Regions from separate parts of the Zea mays genome. Here region 1 is linked to region 2. A link is a contact called in public Hi-C data. All regions are on one chromosome and are shown on one strand. The core of a region is the stretch at or near the end of the contact, and the rest is flanking DNA. Distances in the headings are between cores, read along the strand shown.

What was found. Hi-C and Micro-C count contacts between places; a contact is called where the count stands out from the background.
Region 1: a contact with region 2 is called in a Hi-C map of leaf, with 6 times the contacts expected there. The contact joins the promoter of LOC100272783 here to the promoter of LOC103649589 in region 2. A contact is called at or near these places in 4 of 25 Hi-C or Micro-C datasets (endosperm, leaf and seedling) and 2 of 3 datasets of contacts at active chromatin or transcription factors (leaf and seedling).

The regions. Positions count from the first base shown.
Region 1 is chr3:3,914,060-3,918,071 of Zm-B73-REFERENCE-NAM-5.0, forward strand. It overlaps LOC100272783, which reads right to left and starts at 2,098. Exons shown (of 8, transcript NM_001147236.1): 1 at 1,968-2,098; 2 at 1,443-1,520; 3 at 1,139-1,353.
Region 2 is chr3:3,768,330-3,772,237 of Zm-B73-REFERENCE-NAM-5.0, forward strand. LOC103649589 (ATP-dependent RNA helicase) reads right to left here and starts at 2,445. Exons shown (of 24, transcript XM_008675331.4): 1 at 2,199-2,445; 2 at 1,932-2,076; 3 at 1,123-1,197; 4 at 347-436; 5 at 126-205. The coding sequence starts at 2,308. It overlaps LOC103641932 (a long non-coding RNA gene), which reads right to left. Exons shown (of 13, transcript XR_002268530.1): 10 at 3,621-3,764; 11 at 3,237-3,407; 12 at 3,015-3,158; 13 at 2,885-2,947.

The DNA of each region.
Region 1 (4,012 bases), core at 848-3,347, 150 kb after region 2:
GAGTTCTGGGAAGCGATGTAAAGAACTTTTGTTAGAACCTAGTTAAGTCAGATGGAAAAAAGCTTATCTATCCATAGTAGTATGGCATTATTTCTGTTTCATTTACCATGACAAACAAGAACTACATAATTTCCTTGAGACATAGTATTAATTATTAAACCGGGAAGATTGTAGCTTATGCTCTTATTGTACTACTACTAGTACTTCACTTTCGTAAAAAAAACTACTACTAGTACTTCAAATTCATAAAAGAAATTAACAAATAAACATAATCCTAATTTGGTACATTATTCTGTTCATATAAGCACCTAGGCTAATTGCACATATATGCCTCCTGCACTACCAAGCAAAAGATGCAAAGCTGCTGTTCTACACCCCCATTTTCCCGTACAGAAAAAAACTCGGTCAGGAAAGGAAAGACCGTCCTCCCGGTATTATATTAAAAAGAGACCGAAACATAGTCCCGACCGAGAAAATCCCCAAAGCCTGGCCCCCCATCACTAGCGAGCCGTCACCGCCAGTGTTATTAAAACTACGTTTAAACGATGTTTAAACTACGTTTAAACGTCAAAACTCTAATTAGAGGTTGAAACCACGTTTTAGCGTTTTGGCGTTCTAAACTGTAAAATGCAGTGTTTTATGCATTTTAGACCATTAGCTACTTTTGGGCCCAGACTATTAGTTACTTTTGGAGTTCAATCCAGCTCATGGGTGAAGTTTTGGTAAGCCACTAACCTCTCTGTTTTGGTACTTAACTTCATATTATTGTCTGAAATTATGATGTATTGGTATTTTTCCTATGTTGTTTAAAACTACGTTTAAATAAAGTTTAAACGTTTAAAAGTCAAAATTTCACTCATGAGCGTTCCAACGTTTTATCGTTTTAATAACCTTGGTCACCGCCCATTCTGCAACGGCCCAGCCGGAGGTTGGCGCGCAGTACGTAACCAAGCAAGAAATTTGTCCTCGAGGGGGATCGAACCAAGGCCCTAGAGGTGCTACTCGGTAACCTTAACCATTACGCTATAGGCCCTTTCGCTTTTTTCCCATATAGAAAATAGAAGGCAAACTAAAATACACACCTTAACCACTAGATTTTAGGATTGTTTGGAAAGGGTGATTGTCTTAACACTCTTACCTGCTCTTCTTATGCCCTTTGTCAATCGTGGCGAACCTATGGGCAGCTATAGTTAGTGCACCCTCGGCCCGGCTCTTGACTGCCATCGGTAACTCAACATCTGTGAATGCCGTCAATATGACATCATCATCGCTCCATTCACTCTCGCTTGAATACTGAGGAACACCAAACTGCTCGTCCCCGTCATCGTGCACCAGCGAGAAATCCCCAGGATCCTGCACCAAATCACTGTCGAATATAAATCATAATACAAGCTACTACAAAGTGAAATATGGTTACTAAAAGTGGAGAGGCATCACAGTACATCATCAAATGCCGTGACAACTTGAATGGCATGACGCCTCCTTGAAGGTCTTGGCACGATGGTTCTTAATTGGGATACCTGCAGAAGATAGTGGCGACTGAGACTAATCACAGAACTTCGGCAGACTCCCGTCTGGCAAAACGAAAAGTTAATCATAGGGACAAACATTGGGTTAAAGTAAAATATACAGCCGATCAACTCATCATATCGTGAAGGGCTGAAGGCCCCAAATCGTACCCCACGCACAACGCCAGAAGCCTAGTAATGTTCATGCAGGTACCTACGTTGCTACAAAAGTACAAAACCACTGGCCATTCCGAGCGAATTTCCCGATAAAACGGCATCGAATCGAACTATGCGAAGTCGCGCAAAAATGCTGCTGGCACGTGAAACAGGGCATAAAATCGGAGATCACTCAGCTTCCCGCATTCACGCAAGCACCTCCATGAAAGCCAGGAAGGCGACAATCACGAGGAGAACTCTGCCGTGGGGAGGAAGAAGGTGGCGAGAGATCTGGGACTTCACCTGGTGCGCGGAGGGACGGCGGGAGTATAAAGAGGGAGTAGGCAGCCGCGGCGGCGGCGGCGGCAGCGGCGCGCGAAGAGGCCGCCGGAAGCGGTGAGGCGCCCGGTGCGCGGGAGATGCCATAGTTCGACAACTCGTCGGAGATCGGGAGGTATTTTTAGACGGCTACAGCGACGGCGAAGCCGATGATCGGTGGGTTCGAGGTGGGGGACCGTTGTGGACTCGGGTGCATAGACCGGTGACTCGGGCTGCCCTGTGTCTGTGTTCCTTTCTGGGTGGGTTCACAGTGTTTGGTGTGACTGTGTGAAACCTTCTTTTTTCAAAGTTAGAATTATTTGAATCGCATCGAGTCGAAATTCTTGAACGGGTGTCTTTTGACCGGCTCATCATCGGACGTAGAGATGGTGTACCCGATCCCCGATTCTTTAGGAGTGGGTATTTAGTTTATTAGGTTTGGTTATTTAAAATATCGGGTTCTAAAAATAGGATCGAATCTAAATAATTTTAGAAACCAAACCTGAATAGATTGATAATTTTGGTCCAGTCTATTCAGCCCACTAAATAGAAAAATGGCTAAACCATTAAAAACGAGGGGAAATAGTAAAAACTTTTATGCTAGGGTTAAAAAATTGAGTAGATGCTTGATTAACAGTAACATCATACAAAAATATTGAACATCTTGGATCACAAGTATAAGTGGAGTTTAACCCTCAAAAAGTGCTTATGTCCATTTTTTAGAAACAGACAACAACCATATTTTTCTTAGGATGGCTAAATAGTATAGCACCAGAGAAAAATTATAACAAGTCCTATTCGAGTGAAGAAATATAGGGCTACCTTCTGCATGAGAAAAATAGAGAAAACTTTAGAAAATCATATGAAACTCTCTCCAACTTTAGAAATGGCGGCTTTTGTGCCAAGAAGAAACTTAGAAAATATTCCAAATCCTAGATCATAAAAAGGGCCTACATTGGTCCTATTATGTCTATTTAAAAAAAAACACTTTTCTTGAAAGTTGAAACGATAAGCCCGTTCACTGGAGATGTTGAAATGGGTAAAGAAATACGAGCGAATATGTTTAAAGTTTTTTTATAAGGAAGACTTTATTAATTTCAAAAACATTACATCGAGAAAATACAAGTCTTTGCAACCTCTCCCAGCCTCTGTTAATGAAAGCACACAACTTTTAGAAGAACGATCACACACACTTACGTACACTCTAGTGACTATCAATCCGAAGACTAGACCGTCACCCATGATCCTGAGCAAAAAAGACCTTAACCACTTGCATCAAACGTTACGTAGCCTCCACCATAAAAAGACGAGAATCTGACTTTTACAGTACAGTCCACGTGCGAAGCTAATGGAAGATAGTATGGATAACCTGCAAAGGAGAATAATTTTTTTTTTCAAAAATTATGCCATTTCTGCTTAGCCAAATCACCCAACAAACAGTTGCGGCCCTAATAAGGATAAATCTCTAAGATCTTTTCCAAAACCCCTAAGCCAGCTCCCAAACATATTAGAAACACTAGAAGGCTTAGAAATGCCAAAAACTAAGCGAATTTAACTCCAAACCATGCGAGCAAAACGACAGTTAAAGAACAACCTAATTGTTTCTGACACCTGACAAAAGCAACATGTTCAAGCTCACCGCCACCAAGGAGAAACGCTAGCTGCTTTTCCTCGAGAAGTACGAAGAAGCCAAGATGTGGTGGGTTTGCTTGACGAATCTGACATTCTGACTGAAGTTTGGACATAGCATTGGGGTGGGTGCCTGACTGCCTGGTCAGGGTTCGCACCGAGATCCTTGGACGGAAGAACTGAGGCGATTTCGACACAATCTTCTTGGGCTCAAACAGGTGAACGGAGAATTCAGGTCCCACTTCATCCGACGATCACGCATCCACTCCATTTGCCACTGACCTCTCTGTTACTGCGTCCAGGGGTAAGATCTTGAGAGAGCAACGCAAGAACAGAGCTCACTAGTAGCTGTATAGCAATCTTCGTTTTCTTGTTAAAAAGGGAGAAAAACAAGAGAGCAC
Region 2 (3,908 bases), core at 1,195-3,694:
TATGAATTAGCCAGTACCGACATGTACTTATAAGGAATAAAAGAAAGTCACTTCTACTACTGGATCAAATTGAGTAATCATGTCGAAGACAGGTGAACTATTTGGGCTTCAATCTCATGGGCTACCTATACTTGGTAAGAAGAGGATCTTCCATCATCTCTCTAATCAATACCCCATCTGTGAGAAATTTTATCATGGTCATACCCTGAGAAACCAAACACAGGCAGGCATAAGAAGATTAATACTTAATAGGACAAGAAAAGTGACAAATTTGAGTACTCTGCTTTGGTACCAAAATTAGTTTAGCATGTTTAAAACTAGTATAAGGAGTAAAACTTGATTGTACCGGGTTTGTTTGATCTTCGAATCGGATGGTATAACCAACTTCTTCTCCAAGCTTTACACCTACTTCTTCAGCTACTCTTGATGCAACCATCTGTTCAATAGTAAGATGAGTTGAAAACGCAATGATAAGAAGCAAATGAGAAGGAGAAACATCTGCATACAATAATAGGAAATACTACATGACAACATCACAACAGTATGTCACAATAGTTAAATCTGTAGTCAGCATCCATCGAGTCAGTCAAGCATACTATTCTACCCACAGATTGTTCTAGAATGGGATCTAAGAAAAGTAGGATCACATGAATATGTGTTCATCATAGTACTTCCCAATGCTGAATTAGTACATAGGGTATTCTTCGCAAACATCCTTTTGCCAGGACATAATCAAACATTGAATTTCTGGTCAGTAAATAATGTTAGAGGGGAAATAACTACAAGTACAAGTTTCAGACATTCAATACTAAAATATTGATCTAGACCATGTATGTTACATGATTAGTTGCAGAATCAGAGCATGCTAAACCTGGTCACACAAAATTTCGTGGTCCGCAGGTATTGTTAATTAAAGTATCACACAACACAGTTGGAAGTTTAGCCATCCAAAACATGTAGACAAAGCAAACTGTGGCATCATATAAGATGAAAAGCAGAATACTTTTGTGTACCCCAAAATAATACCTGCACAGACCTCGTCAGATAAACAAACAAAAGGACCTAGTATCGCATAATAGTTCTCACAAGCACAACTGAATTAAGATTAAAAGCACTGGATACCTGAACAGCCAGTCGTCTGGGCTGAGTGCATCCTATAAGCCGACCACCGTCAGCCCAACCAGCCTCCTTAAGGTACTGATCAAAGTACAGTGAAATTATTAGAAATAAAACATAATCAGAAAGAAAGACACAAACTGTTTGTAGATTACTATTTTCAGAAGTTTATATGCTTCAAAGCTTTAGTCTTCCTTGCACTCTTGTTGGCTCATTTTTGCTCCTCTGGTCCTCTTTTCCACCTTTTTGGTTTATTGCGCGCATCTAAATGATTGCACACTAGTGTATGTCTATGTGCCCAATATATGAACTAGCTTTGATGTGGATCTACACGCACAACATAAAACCTATAACACCACCAGTAGGCGTGGATGGTCAGTGGTAGCTGGCAAACACCACCTCGAGGGATGAATCCATGGCAAAATTGAGTCATCAAAGCTCCATATAGAATTACTGTCCAAGTTCTAATCCAATCAGGAATCCAGTCACATTGCATATGCCAAATTCACACACAAGTTGTGGATGAAATCCAAACAGAATTATCAAAAATAATTGACCATTGGTTAAGTATACCCATCGACCTCGTCACCTTAAGGCAGTAGGTCAACCCCGAAAAAATCACATATCTAGAACACAGAATGTATGAATGCTAGCCATGGGAACTCAACCACGCGCAGCAGCTGTTCGACCAAATGCCAACTGACATAAGTGCAGCACGCACAATCCTAACCATCCCTTTAGGCAGTAAGCCGGCCCCGAAAAATCCACACCCCGATGCGTTCGATGAAGCAGCGAAGGACTTATTCAGGGAGTACCTGAGGGATCTGCGTGGACTTGCCGCTGCCAGTCTCGCCGACGACAATGGTGGTGGCGTGCCGCTCCACCAGGTAGAGAATGGCTTTGCGGTACTTGTACACCGGCAGCCGTTGCCGCTGTCTCTCTAGACTCGCGTAACCAAAGCTACCGTCGAACACAACCAAAGCAACAGCGAGAACACCCAGTCTCAGGTTTTGAAACGTCAAGCAGCGGGTGTGAGGACAAATGCGAGACGGAAAGGGAGGGTTTAGGGTTTAGAAACGCACCCGGAGGAGGAGACGGAGCTGGAGGAGGGCAGGAAGACGACTCCGCCCTCCTCGTCGTCGACGAGTAGGGTGCTCGGCTTCTCCGACCCTGGCTTCCAGAACCTCGACATGGCCTGGCCGCCGACTCTGATGGCCAGCGAATCAGCGATGGCGGGGGCTGAGCCGAGGCTGACGCTGGGGCGAAGTTAGCGACAGAGCGTCGACAGTCGTGAGATGGGCTGGGCTGCGTGAAAACACACGGCCCAGTAGTCCAACCACGCCGGCTTGAGGCATAGCCCACTACGAGTAGTGTTTTTTTTCTCATCTTATTTCCTTTCCTTTCCTTTGAATTGCATCTCTTTTCCTTTCTTGTCGATGTTTGTTTCAACAGTTTTTTTTGGTAAAAGGTTTCAATAAATGTATCATCTAATGAATGCTCATAATACTAACTTTTACCTCTATATATAATGTTGTTATTGGAGAACTAGGTGAATGCCCGTGCGTTGCGACGGGAGTAAAAAAATTTGTATGAAACATATATAATACCAAAGGAAAATCTTGATAGGATTATTGGGGTCAACATATTTTAATATATATCAAGTGTTTTGCCAATTCAGTTAACATATATCAACACACGTATGACACATCCTATCATACACATATTGCAGAGGGTCCACAGATTCCCTGCTGCATTGACTGAGACAAGGTTTGGTGCTCGACATATTAATCTGGAAACAAAATATGCTGCTCTGATCCCACCACGATTCTTACTACAAAATATAAATAATGTCAGTGAGAAAACTGACATCTATGTTGAGTGGAAGTGCTTGGTTCTACCTGATGTTGATGTGGGAAAGAGCTACTTCTGTTGGCAATGTTTCCTCAAGTATTTGGAAGCCTACTGTTCCCAAGCCGATATCTGTAGCATTTAAAGCTCGTACATGTGAACCCAAGAATCTGGCCAATGCAGCTGCCACAGGACTGCAATCGCATTTCAATTAATATGTTGACTTAATACAGCACAACAGAACAAAATGCATGAAAAGACATACAACTCACCTCCCTAGATGATTGTCTGCAATAGATAGCACATCAAGGAGTTGCTTCGCATTTGTGAGGCAGTCCAGAAGTATAATCACACCAATACTGGACAACTCACAGTTCTCAACTGTTAATCTCAGAAGTGGATTTTCCTTTTGAATAGACCATGACATGAAAGGGATCAATGATCTGCAATTTAAGAGAAACTGGTGAGTGCTTCAGTAAATAAACAATAAACAGTTTGGCTGAGGCAACAATTATTCACAAATATTCAGAAGTATTGTGCATATGCAAGAAAGTTGGAGGCAACTGAACACAAACATGAAAAAACAACTGGACAACCTGTATTGATCATTGTAGAATACTGATGGATATTCTGTTAAGTCAGCTAGTACCTGATACCTTCATCCATGAGTTCCTCTTCATCAGCAGTCACTCCCTACAAAAGCATGCCTTGAGAAGCTCCATCTTGCTGATACCAAACTTTGATGTTGTGAGGGCAGCAGGGTTGTTCTTGGTTCGATCGAAGGGCAGCTCGAGCTCCGACTGCAAACAATGTGCATGATCCACTGAGATGCAGTTATGTGCCCGTGCGTTGCCACGGAAGTTAAAAATTAGTATAAAACATGTATACCGAACACCATGTTCTAGACAATGCTAGTGAAACTGAAATAAAAATAGCTACATAAT